2 separate regions of the Zea mays genome follow, and region 2 is linked to region 1. Evidence: chromatin contacts called from public Hi-C data. All regions are on one chromosome and are shown on one strand. The core of a region is the stretch at or near the end of the contact, and the rest is flanking DNA. Distances in the headings are between cores, read along the strand shown.

What was found. Hi-C and Micro-C count contacts between places; a contact is called where the count stands out from the background.
Region 2: a contact with region 1 is called in a Hi-C map of bundle sheath, with 2.1 times the contacts expected there. The contact joins the promoter of LOC100281078 here to the promoter of LOC100217271 in region 1. A contact is called at or near these places in 6 of 25 Hi-C or Micro-C datasets (bundle sheath, ear, endosperm and 2 more).

The regions. Positions count from the first base shown.
Region 1 is chr6:94,927,468-94,930,838 of Zm-B73-REFERENCE-NAM-5.0, forward strand. LOC100217271 (UDP-N-acetylglucosamine transferase subunit alg13) reads left to right here and starts at 1,683. Exons shown (of 4, transcript NM_001143623.2): 1 at 1,683-1,792; 2 at 2,020-2,218; 3 at 2,576-2,672. The coding sequence starts at 2,054.
Region 2 is chr6:95,119,100-95,122,391 of Zm-B73-REFERENCE-NAM-5.0, forward strand. LOC100281078 (arogenate dehydrogenase) reads left to right here and starts at 1,395. Exons shown (of 1, transcript NM_001153997.1): 1 at 1,395-2,713. The coding sequence starts at 1,456. The coding sequence ends at 2,505.

The DNA of each region.
Region 1 (3,371 bases), core at 433-2,932:
ATTTTCACTTTGATGGACTTGATAACGAGTTAAAGGCATCATGCTGCACTATGTGGCGCAATGTCTTCTGCACATTGTGATCTGATCAGTCTTTTTAGCTAAGGATTCAGCTATCTGCCTTGGTCTGTTGGTCACACCTTTACTTGTCGTGGGTTGCTGGGCGCTATCTCTTATTATCCTTCAGTTTTATAATATATACTTGTTCGTACACCGACTATGCTCTTTGTGCATGGCACCATCGATCATGCATGGTGCGCGTGGATCGGGTCGCATGATCTCATCCATCTGCATCATGCATCTTCAGTTCAGAGTTCCGTATTCTCCAGAACAAGATTATGCATTAGAATTCAGACAGAGAAATAATGCCTCTCTCAGTTGTTGTGGCATTAATGATCTCTCGTCTTGCACTACGCTGACCACCAGCAGCGCAACCAAACTTGTTACCGCCGTTACTTAAGTGTGAATCACTACCGTTACTATTCACGTTACATTTGATGAACCAAACAACACTCTAGTGTTTAGAGCGCGACATTAAGCTCCACACTCATGCATGCTATGTGGTTTTCTCCCCCTTGCATTTTGGTGTGTTCATGTCTTCGGTTCTTTTTTTATGAAGCATAGCATAGACATAATATTCACAAATATAAGTGCAACCAATGCAAGCAAATCTTGTGTTTGATTCTATTGTCTCCAAGATGCTATCCGGCTATCCATGGATCATCGACAATTCGTTTGTTTTTTTATTAAAGGGAATGACTTGGAGAGGAATATGGCACAATTTCATCCAAATATGTGCATATTTTAAACAATAATGATTTCCAAATTAACATAGAGTAAGTACTAAGGTGTGGTTTGGTTCACATATTTATAACGTGGTGGGTAACTGATAACGTTAGATCATATTTATTTAGATCCTACCATTATCAGATACTATACTAGAAATTAATACTAGCCTATTCAAACTTGCTACCACTGATAATCGAACATGAATCATTACCATTGTCATTTACTTTATATTTGGTGAACCAAACGACACCTAAGTGCATCCTCAGTCTCCTATTTTATGTAAGATGCATATGCATTTCAAGGTTATTATATATACACTTTCGAAATCTTTGAGCAGCAATGATATAAAGGCCCCTTTTTAAAAAAGGAAAAGTAGAGGAATTTTGGAGGATTAGAATCATATAGGAAATTTTCCTATATAGCCCTTTGGAATAAAGGATTGAGTTCCTATAAAATTCTTATAGGATTGCTCATTGTAGTAAGATTTTGGAGGATTTCTAACAAGAGGTCCAACCTCTTGAAAACTTTCCTTTGTGTCTATCTCTCTCCTCTAATTCTTGTGTTCTTTATATGCTACATCCAAGCACTCTAATTGATGTTTTCCTGTATTTTTAATTCTTGTAGAATTGTAGTTGTCATACAGCTCTATTTCTACGTTCTAAAGTGGGCCTAAAGGAAGTTACTTGCTGTTATTCTACGTATTAGGTAGGGAGGCCCAGCCAACGATCTAAAGGAAGGGCGGATCCCGTGGGCCAAATCGTAGCATCAACTAATTTGATCGACCAATTCGGCCCGTAGGCTTTCTTTACGTTCAGATCCCGGGTTGCCCGGCTGCCCCCCCACATCAAAGACCAAACCGAAGCTGGCAAATGTACCAATCCTCCTCCTCCGATCACTGTTCTCCTTCCTCCTCTCCGCTCCGTTGCCGACGGCCCTGCGCCCCCGCCCCGGCTCCCCGCCGTGCCCTGCGCCTCCGCCGCGCCCTTACCTCCACACCTCAAATCTGGTGCCTTACTACTATTTATGTGGTGTTTCTACGATCCTTGTAGTTATGAAAGCTGCCTTTTGCTACTATTTTTTTTCCGCATAAGATCTGCTCCCATGTTCCTAGCTACCAGGAAATTAGTACATGGTTGGAACAAACAGCTTGGTCTGTTCTTCTACTGCATTTATTGTTACAAGTTTTACCTAACATTGCAGCATTATCTAATTTCCTGTTTTCTTTGCCTACAGCTTTGTAGCATAAGCTCGCTGCTTGTTAGGGTCGATGGCAGAGAGGGAGCATCGAACAGTATTTGTCACGGTGGGGACCACGTGCTTTGATGCCCTTGTCATGGCCGTAGATTCTCCGGAAGTGAAGAAGGCTTTACTGCAAAAAGGTTACAGTAATCTTCTCATTCAAATGGGCCGAGGAACATATGTTCCATCCAAGGTCAGTACGCTTGTACCTCTGTAGTAAACTAACAACTATTTAATTCCTGTCTACTAGTTTGCATTATGACAATCTGTACTCTTTCTTATAGGGATGTTCGTAACTGGTGATTTAAGTCATCCTAAATGAAAAGGCAAACTGAAAGCACAACATATATGTTTTTTTTGGCAAATGGATGTCATGCAAATTTATTTGCGCAAATTTACTCTTCCTGTCCAACTTGTTTCACCAGCTGCTTACTTTAATCGTGTTAACCATGCTTTCCCTTTTTAAATATTCATGTGGTACCTTAGTCCCCTGTTTCTAATTTTACAGTGAAGTTAATACTTAATAGTATTTATCTATTTGGGACTACAGGTCTCAGGAGATGCTACCCTTCAAGTTGACCATTTCACATTTTCACCAAGCATCGCTGACAATATGAGAACAGCTTCCTTAGTTATCAGCCATGCAGGTACGTATAGTGTTTCCAAATGGCGGAAAACATTGGAATATGTTCCATGGTGTTATATATTTTCCTGGCCAAATCTTGAAATTGCCAGCTTGAACTAAATGCGTCGGAGAATTCTTTTTCCAGTAATTGTATCTATGTTAGACCATAAAATGTGAAACGGCACACTTCCTTTTAGATTGTTCTTCTTTTTCTATTTTGGAATGATGAGATATATACCAGTTTATCGCATTCTTTGTAATCTTAGCTACTTTCACGCTGTCTCTGTCTCACTTCCTTATTCATCTGATCTGATGAAGTGACTGAGATTTGAGAACCTTTCATCCTTAGAGGGTGTTTGGTTTCTTTAGTCACACTCCTAAACTTTAGTCCCTAGAAATCATATCATATTTGGAAGACCTATTTTAGTTACCCCATTTGGTATTTTAGGAACTAAAAGTGACTAAAAGTTTAGGAGGTGGGAACTAAACATCCTCTTAATAGATGCAAGAGAACCAGTAAATGATTAAGGGGTTTAGTCCCTAAACTACCAAACAGTGTGACTTAAATAAGGCCTCTCAAATAGAAATTTTAGGAGGGTAACTAAAAAAACCAAACACCCCCTAAGGACTAGAACCTCTGGTGTTAAGAACCATGTCTCTGTTGTCATGAAAGATCGCTAGGTTACCCTAGAATCCAGGACAGTACAAGGAATGTAAAAGG
Region 2 (3,292 bases), core at 145-2,644, 190 kb after region 1:
TCTTGACTCATAGCATTTGAGAACAAGTCCCCAACACTTTCCATATGATAAGGCTCTAGAAACCTTTCTAGGAATCTGGAGGCTAGTTTGAAAACTTAATTTTTTTTCAAAATTAGAAATGATTGAGAGAAAATTTAGTTCGTTTTCATCTTAATCTCCTCTAACCTCTAAGCGAATTTGAGTTTTTACTTTTTAAACTAGTCCGAAATATTCCTACCCCCGGTGGCAGTACCAACCGCTTTGGCCTCCAAAATCTAATAGTGAGCTTGCACCCACGGTTCTAGTAGGCAAAAACAAAATCACATTTGTATTCCTCTTGTCATATTGTGAGCTTGCACCCACGGTTGTAGTAGTGAGGCAAATATAGCATGGATACCACGATTAACACGTTTGGTACTAACGTCCTCGTCAAAAAGTAATACATTGGCATAAATTAACAGATATGGGCATCCCATTGTGGTAGGCAGGAATGGCAGCTTACTGTCCATTTTAAAAAAAGAATAACTTAATTATTTCCGGCTATGCATGACTAGCTGTCTAGTACATTAAAAATTTTAGATTCAAACAAAGACATAGTCACACTCACATATGCCACAACCATATAACATGACAAATTACAAACACAATCAATTATTAAAGTTCTGACCATTTTTAACAAAGATCTGTATCATTGCGATTGCGACTTTGTTGATTTGCCTCTTACAACTACTACAAGAACGGTTAGAAAAAATGATGATATTGAAACACACCCGTTCAATTTTTAGAGAAAATGATGATATCGAAATACTACACTTATCTATTTACCCATTGTTAATTCTACAGTTTTACCACTATTAATCATTATTATACCTTAAAGCACGAGTTTCGTCTTATGTCGTCCCTCTATTCTGGCACTTATTGTTCTCTACTACTACAACCCATATCCATTTGTGTTAAGCAAAAGAAAATCTTGTAATATATATACTAATATTTTGAAAATAAAAAATATAATCATGTTTAAATAACTATTTTATTTATGTAAAGTCTATATCTATATGATATAAAAAACCGTGATAATATATAATCACTAACCACTAAAACTCTATATAATAAGTGCATGTTAGTATTTACTCTATTTTGTTATTTAGTTTTAAAATCTAATATTTATATGCACTGATTTATCTTTAAAAGTACTTTTATAAAAATATAGATGTATTAAAATTTTATTTATATTAAAAAATATTGATTAAAACTATATTTTAGAGACGTGTGGTTGTGCTAAACGATAATTAATAGAATACCAGATAGATTACTCCTTGAGTCGTTAGGTGTGCCTGATGTGAGACACACTCACTGTTTCACACAGTCACACACTCCCACCTTAATTCTCCGAGGAAACGCCAGAGCAAGCGGCAGCGGCAGCGGCAGCGGCAGCCAAGAGCAGGCGGCAGCCCAACCCCAGGTCCCCAAGCAAAGATGCTGTCGTCTTCCACCTCCACCCTACGCCTCCACCAACCAACCCGCCCCCACCCGCCGGCTGCGGCCGCGGGAGGCGCCACCCACCTGACCTCCCCGCGGCGGTGGCGCGGGCACTCCCCGGCGCCCCTCCGCGCGCTGGACGCCGCCCAGCCGTTCGACTACGAGTCCCGCGCGGCGGGGCCGCTGGAGGAGCGGCAGCGGCTGAAGATCGCCATCGTGGGGTTCGGCAACTTCGGGCAGTTCCTGGCGCGCACGTTCGCGCGGCAGGGGCACACGCTGCTGGCGCACTCGCGGACGGACCACTCGGCGGCGGCGTCCGCGCTGGGCGCCGCCTTCTTCACCGACCCGCACGACCTGTGCGAGTGCCACCCGGACGTGGTGCTGCTCGCCACCTCCATCCTGTCCGCGGAGGCCGTGCTGCGGTCGCTGCCCCTGCACCGGCTCCGCCGCAGCACCCTCTTCGCGGACGTGCTCTCCGTGAAGGAGTTCCCCAGGAACCTGCTCCTGAGCTCGCTGCCGCCCGGCTTCGACGTGATCTGCACGCACCCCATGTTCGGGCCGGAGTCGGCGCGCGACGGGTGGGACGGCCTGCCGCTGGTGTTCGAGCGGGTGCGCGTCGGGGACTGCCCCGCGCGCCGCGCCCGCGCCGACGCGTTCCTCGGCGCCTTCGAGCGCGAGGGGTGCCGGATGGTGGAGATGTCCTGCGCCGAGCACGACGCGCACGCCGCCGAGACCCAGTTCCTGACGCACACCGTCGGGCGGATGCTGGCCACGCTGGAGCTGCGCTCCACGCCCGTCGACACCAGGGGGTACGAGACGCTGATCCGCCTCGTGGACAACACCTGCAGCGACAGCTTCGACCTGTACAACGGCCTCTTCATGTACAACAAGAACTCCACCGAGCTGCTCAACCGCCTCGAGTGGGCCATGGACTCCGTCAAGAAGAGGCTCTTCGACGGCCTCCACGACGTGCTCCGGAAGCAGCTCTTCGAGGGCTCCCCGCACGCCCCCAACGTCTCCTCCTCCTCCTCCAACGTGCGCAAGTAGCCATCCTCCCAATGTCATATGTTTATTAGTAAAAAGTAAAAGATCCAGCCCCAATTCTCCTTCTCTTCTCCGACCACCACCGTGCTTGCCTGCCGCTCATGTCACGGTCGACAGCCTGTATCTGTATCTGTTATTGGGAATTTGGCAGCTGGCCGTTGGGATTTGTGATATGGTGATGTAGAGAATGAATAAAGCGGCAGTCTTTGTGCATTGCGAGTTCCTGATAGCAGGACGAGGGAAGATCAGAAGCAACCTCAAATAGCCTGCTGCTTGCGTATGTTTTGCACTGAGGATCTTGGATCAGGAGCAATTTCCAGCCAAAAACCAGATGGCTTTTGGTCTCTTGTGTGTAAAATTTATAAATTCTTTAATAATACACTGATAAATTTGAAAGAAAAAAAGTTATATCATATAGAGAAGTTGAGCTCAATAACTCTGAATAATATTTTTGGCTAGATTCGTCGTTGTCATTGTGGGTCCATGGACGCTGCTGATTACGGTTGGTAAGCTGCTTTCTTGATTGACAGCGGTGTCAGGAACACTGCTAGGGATCAAAAAAGTACTATTGCCACTAAAAAAACAAAACGGTGTGCTTTGGCTGCACCACCGTGGAACACTGCATCTGAGACGAAGGTTTGGCATGGATTGGAATGGGATCTATGCTTCCTTGGATCTGTACGAGATTCGTTCGAAACGGCGTGGCCCAGGGTCGGGTCTGCCTGTCTACAACAAAACACAACGTTGTTGTTGTTGTGGGGGCTGCGGTAGGTAGGAGGAGTATATATAC